Linked DNA regions of Rattus norvegicus: region 1 is linked to region 2. The links are chromatin contacts, called in public Hi-C maps. All regions are on one chromosome and are shown on one strand. The core of a region is the stretch at or near the end of the contact, and the rest is flanking DNA. Distances in the headings are between cores, read along the strand shown.

What was found. Hi-C and Micro-C count contacts between places; a contact is called where the count stands out from the background.
Region 1: a Hi-C map of liver shows a contact between it and region 2, with 3 times the contacts expected there. The contact joins two enhancer-like sites. A contact is called at or near these places in 7 of 12 Hi-C or Micro-C datasets (the A7r5 cell line, Schwann cells, frontal cortex and 4 more).

Annotation. Positions count from the first base shown.
Region 1 is chr10:84,587,665-84,593,055 of GRCr8, forward strand. No RefSeq gene overlaps it. Among named protein-coding and RNA genes, the nearest start is that of Ccr7, 14 kb to the right of the region's middle. Within about 2 kb of position 3,452, at least 5 of the 93 cell types and tissues checked have an H3K27ac peak or open chromatin away from gene starts, as enhancers often do. A contact at or near this core is called in liver, where this site is marked.
Region 2 is chr10:84,419,073-84,424,547 of GRCr8, forward strand. Rara (retinoic acid receptor, alpha) reads left to right here. Exons shown (of 8, transcript NM_031528.2): 4 at 1,785-1,945; 5 at 2,087-2,263; 6 at 3,079-3,283; 7 at 3,674-3,832; 8 at 4,572-5,299. The coding sequence ends at 4,789. Among named protein-coding and RNA genes, the nearest start is that of Gjd3, 10 kb to the right of the region's middle. Within about 2 kb of position 2,104, at least 7 of the 93 cell types and tissues checked have an H3K27ac peak or open chromatin away from gene starts, as enhancers often do. A contact at or near this core is called in liver, where this site is marked.

The DNA of each region.
Region 1 (5,391 bases), core at 2,202-4,701, 170 kb after region 2:
GCTTCCTCAGCCCCTCACTTTGCACCCCTTCCAGGCGTCAACGTGCCTTGAGATGTGCCCTCAGGCTCCCTGACCCCACCCAGTCAGTGTGCCCAAGGCACATCAGAACCCGAGGGGGATGGGTAGAAAACCCAGTTGAGGAAACTTCTCTTGGTCTGGAGGAGCTGGAGCAGACAGGTGACTTGCCCAGGTTGCCCAGTGACTCCATGGCAGAGTCAGGAGGCCAGAGGAGGCCTGTATGAGAAGCAGGGCCCAGAGGGGAGAAGGAGTGGCCAGCTTATTACAGCCTCACTGCTTTGCTACTCCCTGAAGGTGGTACTCCTCATTATTTGACTGTGTCTCCTCCCAGGACAAACGGTGTGCACTTAGCTCCTAGCTCCAGAGGATTTGATAAGAATAAGCAGCTGTGTGGCTACATGAGGCAGCAAGGAGACAGAAGCAGCTTGGTCTGTGGAGGCCAGCCAGCACTGACTGACATCCTTTAGTAGTTTTATTGTCTTATGGCTTTGGCACTTTCCCTCTCTGGGCTTTACTTTCCCACCTGTAAAAGGGCCTTCAGTAGGATTGCTGAGATAATTCAATAAGGTAAGGTTTCAATACATAGTATAAACGAAGTAGGGAATACAATCTTAACACAGCTACAGGCTGTGTCAGGATGAGTCGGTTATACCAGCCCTCTCTAACCCTTGGTTTCCTCACTTGCATGAACAATCCAGTGTCAGGAGGATCTCTAGAATGGACACTAAGCAAATGTCAGCCCATCTCCTCCCTTCCTCAAAACCTCCCCTTCCTCCCCAACCCTCGTGACTCCTGTTATCCCCCTGCTCTGACGTGTTTAATACTAAACTGCTCTGAAGCTCTCCCAGTTCCTGGTCTGCTCAGGGTTGGCTCTGCTGGGGCGATGGAGAGAGGCTGTGGGTAGAGCAGGCACAAGTTCTCATTGCTTTCATTCTCCGAGTCCAGAGGTTGCCAGGGGCATACCCAGCAGAGCCAGGGTAGGTGGTAGACTAAGGTGATAGCTCCAACAAGATGGCGTATCCTCCAGTCCTGTGAGAGCTGTCGGGCAGGAGGCAAAAATGGCTGCCACTTGGGTGATTCTCCACTGCCAGACTTAATCACAGGTCTGGAGCCAGCCAGGCTGCTGAAAACACCCTCGGGGCTCGAAGAAGGCACCTCTGCCTTTTCGAGAGATTAACTGTGACTGTCACTGGACTGAAGTTGCACGAAGCATCCAAGATTAGCACGCTGGAATTCCCAGCTGCTTTGAAACTTAGGGGAAGGGTTTGGTGCGTTTCATGTGCAGCATCTGCTAAACGTCACGATGGAAGGTATTTATTTAGAGCAAACATAAAGCACACTGTCCTAGGGAAGCCGTGAAATGGATTGAGAAATCTCCTCACCTGCTCTCTTGATAGAGGATGTAGGTATCTGACCTCAAGGCCTACTACCCGTAGGTCATGCTGGGAGACGAGAACTTGGGGTTCAACTATGTGTGTGGGGTGACACAATGCCACAACAGCCTGGTCAGGGAACCTCATGGGATCAGTGGACAGTAGACAAAATAGGGTAATAGCCATTTGCTTCTGCCTTTCTTTTTTTTTCCTGGGCGTCCTGGAACTTCCTATGTACACCAGGCTGGCCTTGAACTCACAGAGATCCACGTGCCTCTGGCTCCCCAGTGCGGGGATTAAAGGCATGTGCCACCAAGCCCCACTGGGAATAACTATTTTCAAAGAGCACGTGACAGCCGGCAAACCTAACATCAGCAGGGAAATGTGACCAGGTCACATACAAATCAGAAGGAGAAGGAACCTGTAGGCCATGTGCATGCTCTCAGACCTCAGGGTCACAGAAGTTCTAGCTGGAGCTTCTGTTGACAGTTCCCTCATCTATGTCCCTGGCTGGGAAGCCTGATGGATGGCTGGGAAGCCTGATGGGTAGGCCAGCTGGATTCCTGTGGGGGTGGGGGGTGGGAGTGTTTGTTCTTCCAAAGCCAACAGGTTGAGAGAGAGAGAGAGAGAGAGAGAGAGAGAGAGAGAGAGAGAGAGAGAGAGAGAGAAACACAGAATCCCCAGGGACTCAGTCTAGAGAAACTTGACCTCCAGGGTATGTGGTTAAGGTTCAAGCAGATGTTCTGAGTATCAAGGAGCCCTTAGAGACCTCAGACGATGTATTTCCTTCTCCGTGAGCCTCAGACGTCTCACCTGGCCACCGTGTGGGAAGGCCAGTGTCTCATGGGGTTGGTTGTGGATTGTGTGAATGGACACAGGGCGGAGGAAGTGAAAGTGTGACCTTGAATTTAGCAAGAGTTTCCTTTGTGTGTGTGCGCGAGCAGGTGGAGGGCAGAGATAAACACTGGGGTGTCTGCCTCTATTCTCCACCATTTACTTATTTACCCTTTTATTTCTTGTTATTTATTGAGATGGAGTCTCGTCATCGAACCCAAAGCTTCTATTTTGTTAGAGTTGGTTGGCCAAAGGCTCTAGAATCTCCCTTTCTCTGTCTTCCTCAGCACCAAGTCTGGCCTTTGACTGAGTCTGGACTCAGGGCCTCATGTACAACAAACGCTACCCACTGAACCATCTCTTTTGCCTTCACTCTCTCTTTAAAGAAACATTGTATTTTATTTTTTAAAAAAATATTTAGGGGCTGGAGAGATGGCTCAGCAGTTAAGAGCCCTGACTGCTCTTCTGGAGGCCCTGAGTTCAATTCCCAGCAACCACATGGTGGCTCACAACCATCTGTAATGGGATCTGATGCCCTCTTCTGGTGTGTCTGAAGACAGCAACAGTGTACTCATATATAATAAATAAGTCTTTAAAAATAAATATTTATTTATGCCGGTGGGTGGTGTTGTACCCAGGGTTTGGGAGATAGAGGCAGACGGATCTCTGAGTTCGAGGCCAGCCTGGTTTAGAACTCACTCAGTTCCAGGACAGCTAGGTCTACACAGAGAAACCCTGTCTCAAAAAATGAGAACAGAACAAAAGATTTATTTTCATTTTATGTGTATGAGTGTCTCGCCTGCGTGTATGCATGTACCCCATGAGGTGTCAGATGAGGGTGTCAGATTATCTGGGACTAGAATTGCAAACAGTTAATGGCTGCCATGTGGATTCTGGAAACTGAACCTAGGTCCTCTGAAGGAGTAGCCAGTGCTCTAACCATTGAGCCACCTCTCCAGCCCTGCAATGTTTTAATTTCTCAACTATCTCCCAAAAGACGATATCACTTGCCTGGGTATTTCTAAGCATTTCACTTTTGTAGATGAATTGCTTCCTTACCTCAACCCTGGGAGGTAGACACTGCTAATAACTCCATTATGCAGGTTTGGAAACTGAGGCACCGTGAGGGAGCCGAGACATGAACCAGGCCGTCTGGCTGCGGAGTGGGAGCTCCCTGCCACCTCGCTCAACATTCTGGCTCCGTGCTAAGTGTTTACCCAAATCTCCCCTGTTTTGCAATTGAGAAATCTGAGATTCAGAGCAGTTGAGCAAGAGCTGAAGGTCACACAGCTGGGAGCAGCAGGCCTGGGATTCGGAGTGGGCCAGGCCCCAGCCCCCTTTGGCAACTCTGCCAGACCCTCAGGCTCCACAGCCTGCTTAAGCAACCTCCCCTCATTGCTGCGGCTCTTTGGATGAGCCCGCTCCTTGCTCTGTCTAGAGAACCGCAGGGGGTCGGTCGGCCCCTGCTTCCTGACGTCCCCAGCAGCTTGTTGAACCTATGAACTTAAAGGTTCGGCACTTCCAGCAGAAAGGGCAACTTTGTGGCCTGGGAATGTCTTAGATTAGGGAGGATCTGAGTCCGGGCTGATGTGTGTGTGTCGGGGAGGAGTTGCAGGGGGAGGACAAGGGACTGTTGATAGAATGATAGGAGCTTGGGGCAATTGCAGAATGATGGTGTGGCAAGGGACACAAATTTAGAGGGGTGGGACTGCTATATAAAGCAGATAAGAAAGGCAGAATGGGAAAGAAGACCTGTGTGGGCTTCAGGGGGTGGGGGGATGTGCGTGTGGTGCTTTCTTTTATCCTGGGGATCACCCTGCAGCTGGAGATAGGCCCAAGAGTGCATCAGGTCAGGCCTTAGGTAGCAGGCCAGCATAGAGCTGAGGTTAGGACTTCTGAGGCACAGCAGTTTAGGGGGATTAACATTGCTGGGGGTTATGTTATTTCTGTAAATATTTGGAGATGTCCAGTTATACGAGAGAAATGTGTTTGAAGCCAGGGTGGCGTGTTTGCATGGTTGGCCCAGCTTCCCCTTCCGTGATCCCTTCTATGTATTCCTCCCCTGGAGGAAGCAAGGGCTGTTTTCCCGTCTGTAACCTCGTTAGGATCTACACACCCACACGCACTCTGGCAGGTTTCCCTTGGGAACGACCATGGTCAGTGGCATCACCTTCTTGCCCAGCGCTTGTGGTCACACAGTCATGGCTGAGCCTTTTTAATATTCAATACCAGCATCCTGAAGGCCGCGGCACACTGACGCTGACTGCACTTGGGCCAGCCTTGTTCCTCTCAGGGCGCTGATTCCAGGCTTGGAGACTGCCTGACAATTGTGTTAAAGTCTTTGTAGCCCCATGCATCCTGTGGAGGAGGGTAACCGGCGTTTGTGGCTACAAGCTTAGAGAAACATCATCGTCAGGGAACAGGCTCGGTTTTTCCTTTTTCTTGGGGAAATTGGAGTTATGTTTTTATTTTTTTTATTTATTTATTTTTTTTTTTTGGTTCTTTTTTTCGGAGCTGGGGACCGAACCCAGGGCCTTGCGCTTCCTAGGTAAGCGCTTGGAGTTATGTTTTTGTGTGAATGTCTCACCTCTCTCTCATGTCCCATCCCCCATCCCACCTCCATACTCAGAGCCATTAGAGTGCCAAGCCTTCAGACTCTTGTCTAGGTTATCATAGGTTGGACCTTGTCGGGCTTGGAGAAGTTAGGGCTATGGCTAGACACCGGGGCACAATGACAAGGACACTTGGCCTGTACAGGTGGGGTGAGGGGAGCAGAGTCCTCTCCCTCTGCTCTCCACGACGCTATCTTTTGAATATGTGTGTCCCTCCAGTATCCCTACGTTTGAACTTGAGCCTTAGGGTGACGGTATTGGAGGGTGGGGCAGTTGAGAGATAACTGGCTAGCCAAGAGTTAGGGCTAGCCATGAAGGCTCCACCCTAGTGAACGGATTTAATGCCTTCAAAATGGACTCGGGCGAACTAGTGTGGGAGTTGTTTCTCTTCCAGAGTGGTGAGAAATAGATTTCTATTGTTCCTAAGTTACGCAGACCATGGTGCTGTGTTACAGGAAACAGGAACGGACTGAGAGGCACTTAGGGGTCAGGCTGGTAACAGCGACTACTGTTACTAGTGGCGGAGCAAATCAAGTGGTTGGTCCTAGCTCTCA
Region 2 (5,475 bases), core at 854-3,353:
CGTGCATGCGTGCGTGTGTCATTTGGTGTTCAAGCCCCAGAATGCACAGAGCCATCCCATTAGCACGGTGCTTATGTGCTTGTGCATGGGGTGCCTGCCCCCAGGATAGCTTTCTTCTGGGTTTCGCTTGCCTTTGGGGTGTGGCTCGGTAGCTTATCCCAGTCTCTCCTGTATCTTAGGGGAGGGGCCTGAACTCCAGAGGGTGTGAAGTTGGTTTGTATGTATAGGGGGGCTGACATAGGACCCCTGAAGCCATTGTCTGGATAAGCCTGGAACCCAGAGTTAGAAGAGAATTGGGCTTCTCAGATCCCAGAGGAAAAGGGGTTTCCAGTTTGGACTCAGCTGAGGCCCTGACAGAGGGAGGGACAGAGGGAGGGCTGGACAGGGAGACCCTCTTGTGTTGAATCATGGGTGTTGCCGTGGTGACCAGTGATTGATGATGTCAGAGATAAATGACGCTGACAGACGCCTCCTTGTCTGCGTGGCCGTTGCCATGGAGCCTGAGCCTTGGGGGATGAGGTGGGGGAGGGGGCTGCAAGACCCCCTCCAGCCCTTTGTGGGGAGGGGTGCAGAGAAAGATGGTTCTGACTAATGCACCAGCAGCCCCAGCCAAGAATCGGGGGCTGGATATCCTGCTGCCTTCCGTCACCAGAGACTGGGAGTGCTGGTCTTGCACTCGCTCAGGAAGTAGTGCCCGTCCTCTGCAGAGTCTATGACAACTTGGGACGTGCAGAACTGAACCTTTTGGTAAAAGGGCCGTCACTTCCTTCTCCCTTTGCTCCACCTTCCTCCTTTGAACTGTAGAAGGACAGGACACGAGGGTGGGGACCCCCTCTCCTTCCCACAACAACTCCCCCTTTCTCTCCCTCCTTTCCCTCTCCCGGCTGCTCTGTGCCCCGGAGCTGAGCAGCTGCCATTTCAATAGAATTAAAGCTTCCGAATGATAAACGTCTTGTCACAGCTGCAATTTTCTCTTCCCAAATTATCCCCCCACTCTGCCTCTCCCTCTCCCTTCTCTCCCCTGCACTTTATTGAATTTGCAGAATCGACATGAGTGATCTCCAAATTATGCCAGCTCCCCCCCACCCCAGCCCCCTCCCCGGACCCCCCCCACCCCCATCCTTCCTTCCTCCCGCGTCAGCAGCCGCCACAGAGGCCCTGTGAGTGATTGTGTGTCTGGGATAATCGGCTGGTAACGACCCCATCGCTTCTTTAAAGCCGAGTGGTGTGTGCGGCTCAGCGCCCCCCGGTGATTTGTCAGCTCCCCAGCTAATGGGCCAAGAGATTCCTCTGCCAGGGGCCCCCATTCTTGGGTTGGGGAGCCTTATTCCCTGTCCGCCCAGGGAGCTGCTCTGAGCCAGTCTTAGGGATCCCCCAGGGAGACTGCTGCCAGGAGCGCTGAGACTCCAAGGATTTCTAGCAGGCGCAGAGCAGGGCTCAGTTTGCATGACTGCCAACCTGGGCACATGTTCTTAGAGTGTGAGCTCCGTTGGATGCCTGACAGAGTACCACACACTGACCAAGGGCATGTGTGCACATGTATGGCCTTGGCCAGTCATGGGGCCTAGAATAGGATTGAGGACATGATTCAGATAGACATGGAGGGTTAGTGTGGTGCACTGTTTTGTGTATATGTCTGTCTCTGTGTGTGTCTGTGTGTGTGTGTGTGTGTGTGTGTGTGTGTGTGTATCTGTGTGTCCATCTGGCTGATGGATAGCATAGGCTGGGCCTGACCCCGAACCGGAAGCATTCACTCTAACCCACCCATGCCACCCTCCCCCCAGCGGTGCGAAACGACCGAAACAAAAAGAAGAAAGAAACACCCAAGCCCGAGTGCTCAGAGAGCTACACGCTGACACCGGAGGTGGGGGAACTCATCGAGAAGGTGCGCAAAGCACACCAGGAGACCTTCCCGGCCCTCTGCCAGCTGGGCAAGTACACTACGGTATGCCAGCCCAGGCCCTCCTCTGCTATCCTCCCTCTGTGTCCTACACTGTCAGGAAGTGTAGGCTGGGTGGAGGGCAGGCAGGGGCCAGGCTGAAGCGGGTGTCGTAGCTGAGGCCCTTACTCTCCCTGCCTCCCCCAGAACAACAGCTCAGAACAACGTGTCTCTCTGGACATTGACCTCTGGGACAAGTTCAGTGAACTCTCCACCAAGTGTATCATTAAGACTGTGGAGTTCGCCAAGCAGCTTCCCGGCTTCACCACCCTCACCATTGCCGACCAGATTACCCTTCTCAAGGCTGCCTGCCTGGACATCCTGGTGAGAGTCCGCCCCTGTTCTTCAACCCCGGGTCCCTGCCCCTGTAGGGTCTGTTCCCAGCCAGGCAGTCACTTTCTGATGCTTTCCCGGAGTCCACTGTGGGCTCCTGTCCACCTAGCTGTATCACGGGAAGGTGGCCATTCCTGGGAGCAGGAAGTAGAGGGGCCTGCTGCTGGGACACAGTGCTGGAGCGTTTGGTAGCCTGAGTTGTGGATGCCGGATGTAGTAAGAATTGTCCGAGTGAAGGCTAAGAGTAGGACTCCCGGTAATGTCTTCCAGACACATCGTAGGTAGAGAACTAGAGGCACGGACAGGTCTGCTGGGAAGGGGAGGGTGTCATGTGCCCGGTCCCCAGTGCACAGATGTGGGAGGCGCCATTGGCACAAAGTGTTGAAGCTGAATGGGATGGTCCTAGGAACAGATCTGCCTTGTTTCTTGCTGGCTGGAAACTCCTTTCCCTCCTGATTTCTCTATACGAAGGCAGCATGGCCTAGATCTGCTGGCCAGAGCAATCTCCTGGATACGCATGCGCGTCTATTTAAATTTAATTACAATCAGACTCAGTTCAGTCTCCCGGTTGCATTAGCCACATCTCGAGTGTTCAGCAGCCACATGGGGCCGGTGGCTACCGTCTCGGATGCTGCAGACAGAACCTTTCCATCACTGGAGAAAATTCTTGTCAGACAGCCATGCTCTCTGGCTGCTTGCCAGGGAGAGAGAGGCCTCCGGGGGATGCTGGAGCTGGTGTGCCAGGGGCTGGGGCAGGACTTGGGGGCGCTCCAGCCTCTGAACCCGTATACATCCTCTGCACCCAGATTCTGCGAATCTGCACGCGGTACACACCTGAGCAAGACACAATGACCTTCTCAGATGGACTGACCCTGAACCGGACTCAGATGCACAACGCTGGCTTTGGCCCCCTCACCGACTTGGTCTTTGCCTTCGCCAACCAGCTGCTGCCCCTGGAGATGGACGATGCTGAGACCGGACTGCTCAGTGCCATCTGCCTCATCTGTGGAGGTGGGTGAGGCGCAGGTGGCTCTCAGGAGGCGTCACCCTGCTGTAGTGATGATGGTGGCAGGGGAGACCTGCTGGGAATCCCCTGCTTTCTGTGAGGGGAGCCGCCCGCATTGGGGCAGGGGTTTCCATATCCACCAACACAGCTGCTACGGAGAGCTTTGAGAAGCCCACACCCCACTCTTGTTTTAGAGTATAAAGTATATCTCTTGCCTACGAGCCCAGAGACCCTTCCTGGCCAGGTGTGTGGGAGCAGCCTTCTGCCCTCTGTGGCTTGGGCACACCGCCCCCAAGTGGCCATATCTGGGAATGCAACTGTATTCCTGGTCGGTGGAGTTGGCTGGGGCTGGGACTGGGGCTGGGGCTCTTGCTCAGGGACAGTTTTGTGCTCAGACCGACAGGACCTGGAGCAGCCAGACAAGGTGGACATGCTGCAGGAGCCGCTGTTGGAAGCACTGAAAGTCTATGTCCGGAAACGGAGGCCCAGCCGACCCCACATGTTCCCCAAGATGCTGATGAAGATCACGGACCTTCGGAGTATCAGCGCCAAGGGTGAGTCTCCTGGTGGCCTTCACCTAGGGCAGTGGTTTCTAGCATGGGTGGGGGGGTCACGAACCCTCGGGGGTTACATGACTCACAGCGAGTCTCATGTCAGACATTCACATGAGGGCTCATAACAGTAACAGATTTGAAGTAGCAATGGAATGATTTTATGGTTGGGGTCGCCGCCGCCGGAGGAACTTGTGTATTAAAAGGGTTGCAGCATTAGGAAGGCTGAGAACTATGGACCTAGAGGGAGGCCCACCCAGGACTGGCCTGGGACCTGCTGTCCACAGTCAAGCTGGTCCCTCATGTCTTGGTGTCTACACGGTGTCTTCCTAATCGGCATGTCCCCATCTGTCTTAAGCCGTGGCTCTCTAGTTGTCACTTTTCCACTTTAAGACAAGCCTCTATAATAAGCTGTGTGGGTGTAGTCTGTGGAAAGGGCGTTTGCCAGCTCTGAGCCTGTTTCCTGTGTGTGTGTGTGTCGGTGGGGGGATGATAATGTTTGGAAGCGTCTGCTGGATAACCCTTGACACGGGGCATTGGGGCCAAACCTAAACAAGAAGCCTGAATTCACAATGTTTCACCCAGTCTCCACACTGGGGGCTCAGGAGAGCTGGCCTATGTCAAGTAACTGAGCCCCCAGGTGCAATGTGCGGTAGATGCCCACGTGGGTGGTACTGGTCCCCTCGCCCCGTGACCCTCCCCTTCTGGTCTGGCTCTCTGACCTCCCCCTCCTCCCCCACAGGAGCTGAACGGGTGATCACATTGAAGATGGAGATCCCTGGTTCCATGCCACCACTTATCCAGGAAATGTTGGAGAACTCTGAGGGCTTGGACACTCTAAGCGGACAGTCGGGGGGCGGAACACGAGATGGGGGTGGCCTGGCCCCTCCTCCGGGTAGCTGTAGCCCCAGCCTCAGTCCCAGCTCCCACAGAAGCAGCCCAGCCACTCAATCCCCATGACCACCTCGACACATGGACAGCCCTCACCCCTGCCCTGGCTTTCTCTGCCTTCCTACTGGCCATGTGACCTATCAGCCCAGCCCTGCTTGTCCTTCCGGACAGAACTGGGGACCTTCCAGGGGGGACAGGAGGGAGAAGGCAGTGACTCTGTGGACAGAGGCCTGGACCCTGAGATGGACTGCTCTCTCCTGGCAGCCTGGGCTGGCATCAGGGGCCAGGCATTGAGCCACGTGAGGACCTGGGCCTGAGCCCTCACCCAGCTTGCCATGTCTTCATCACCAGCAAACACCAGGGCCTGGCTCCCTGTCCTCCGAACTCAAGCCATCACCCCCCAGTTGGGGAACTTCCCCCTGCTTCGGATGGTGACAGAAGATGCCCAGGGTGGGGGAGACCCCCTGTACATATCCTGCGTACCAACCCCCAGATATTAATTCTCGATGGTTTTGTTTTTATTTTAATTTTTTTTGTTTTGTTTTTTTTTAATAAGAATTTTCATTTTAAGCACATTTATACTGAAGGAATTTGTGCTGTGTATTGGGGGAGCTGGATCTAGAGCTGAAGGGGGTGGGCCCTGGGGATGGGCAGGGCTCAGAAGGGCTCCCCTCTCCCCTGATGTCCGAGCGGATGCTCCCACCTCCAGTCTTTTCTCCTCAGTTTTCTCTAATACTGTGAAAAACTAACTTTCC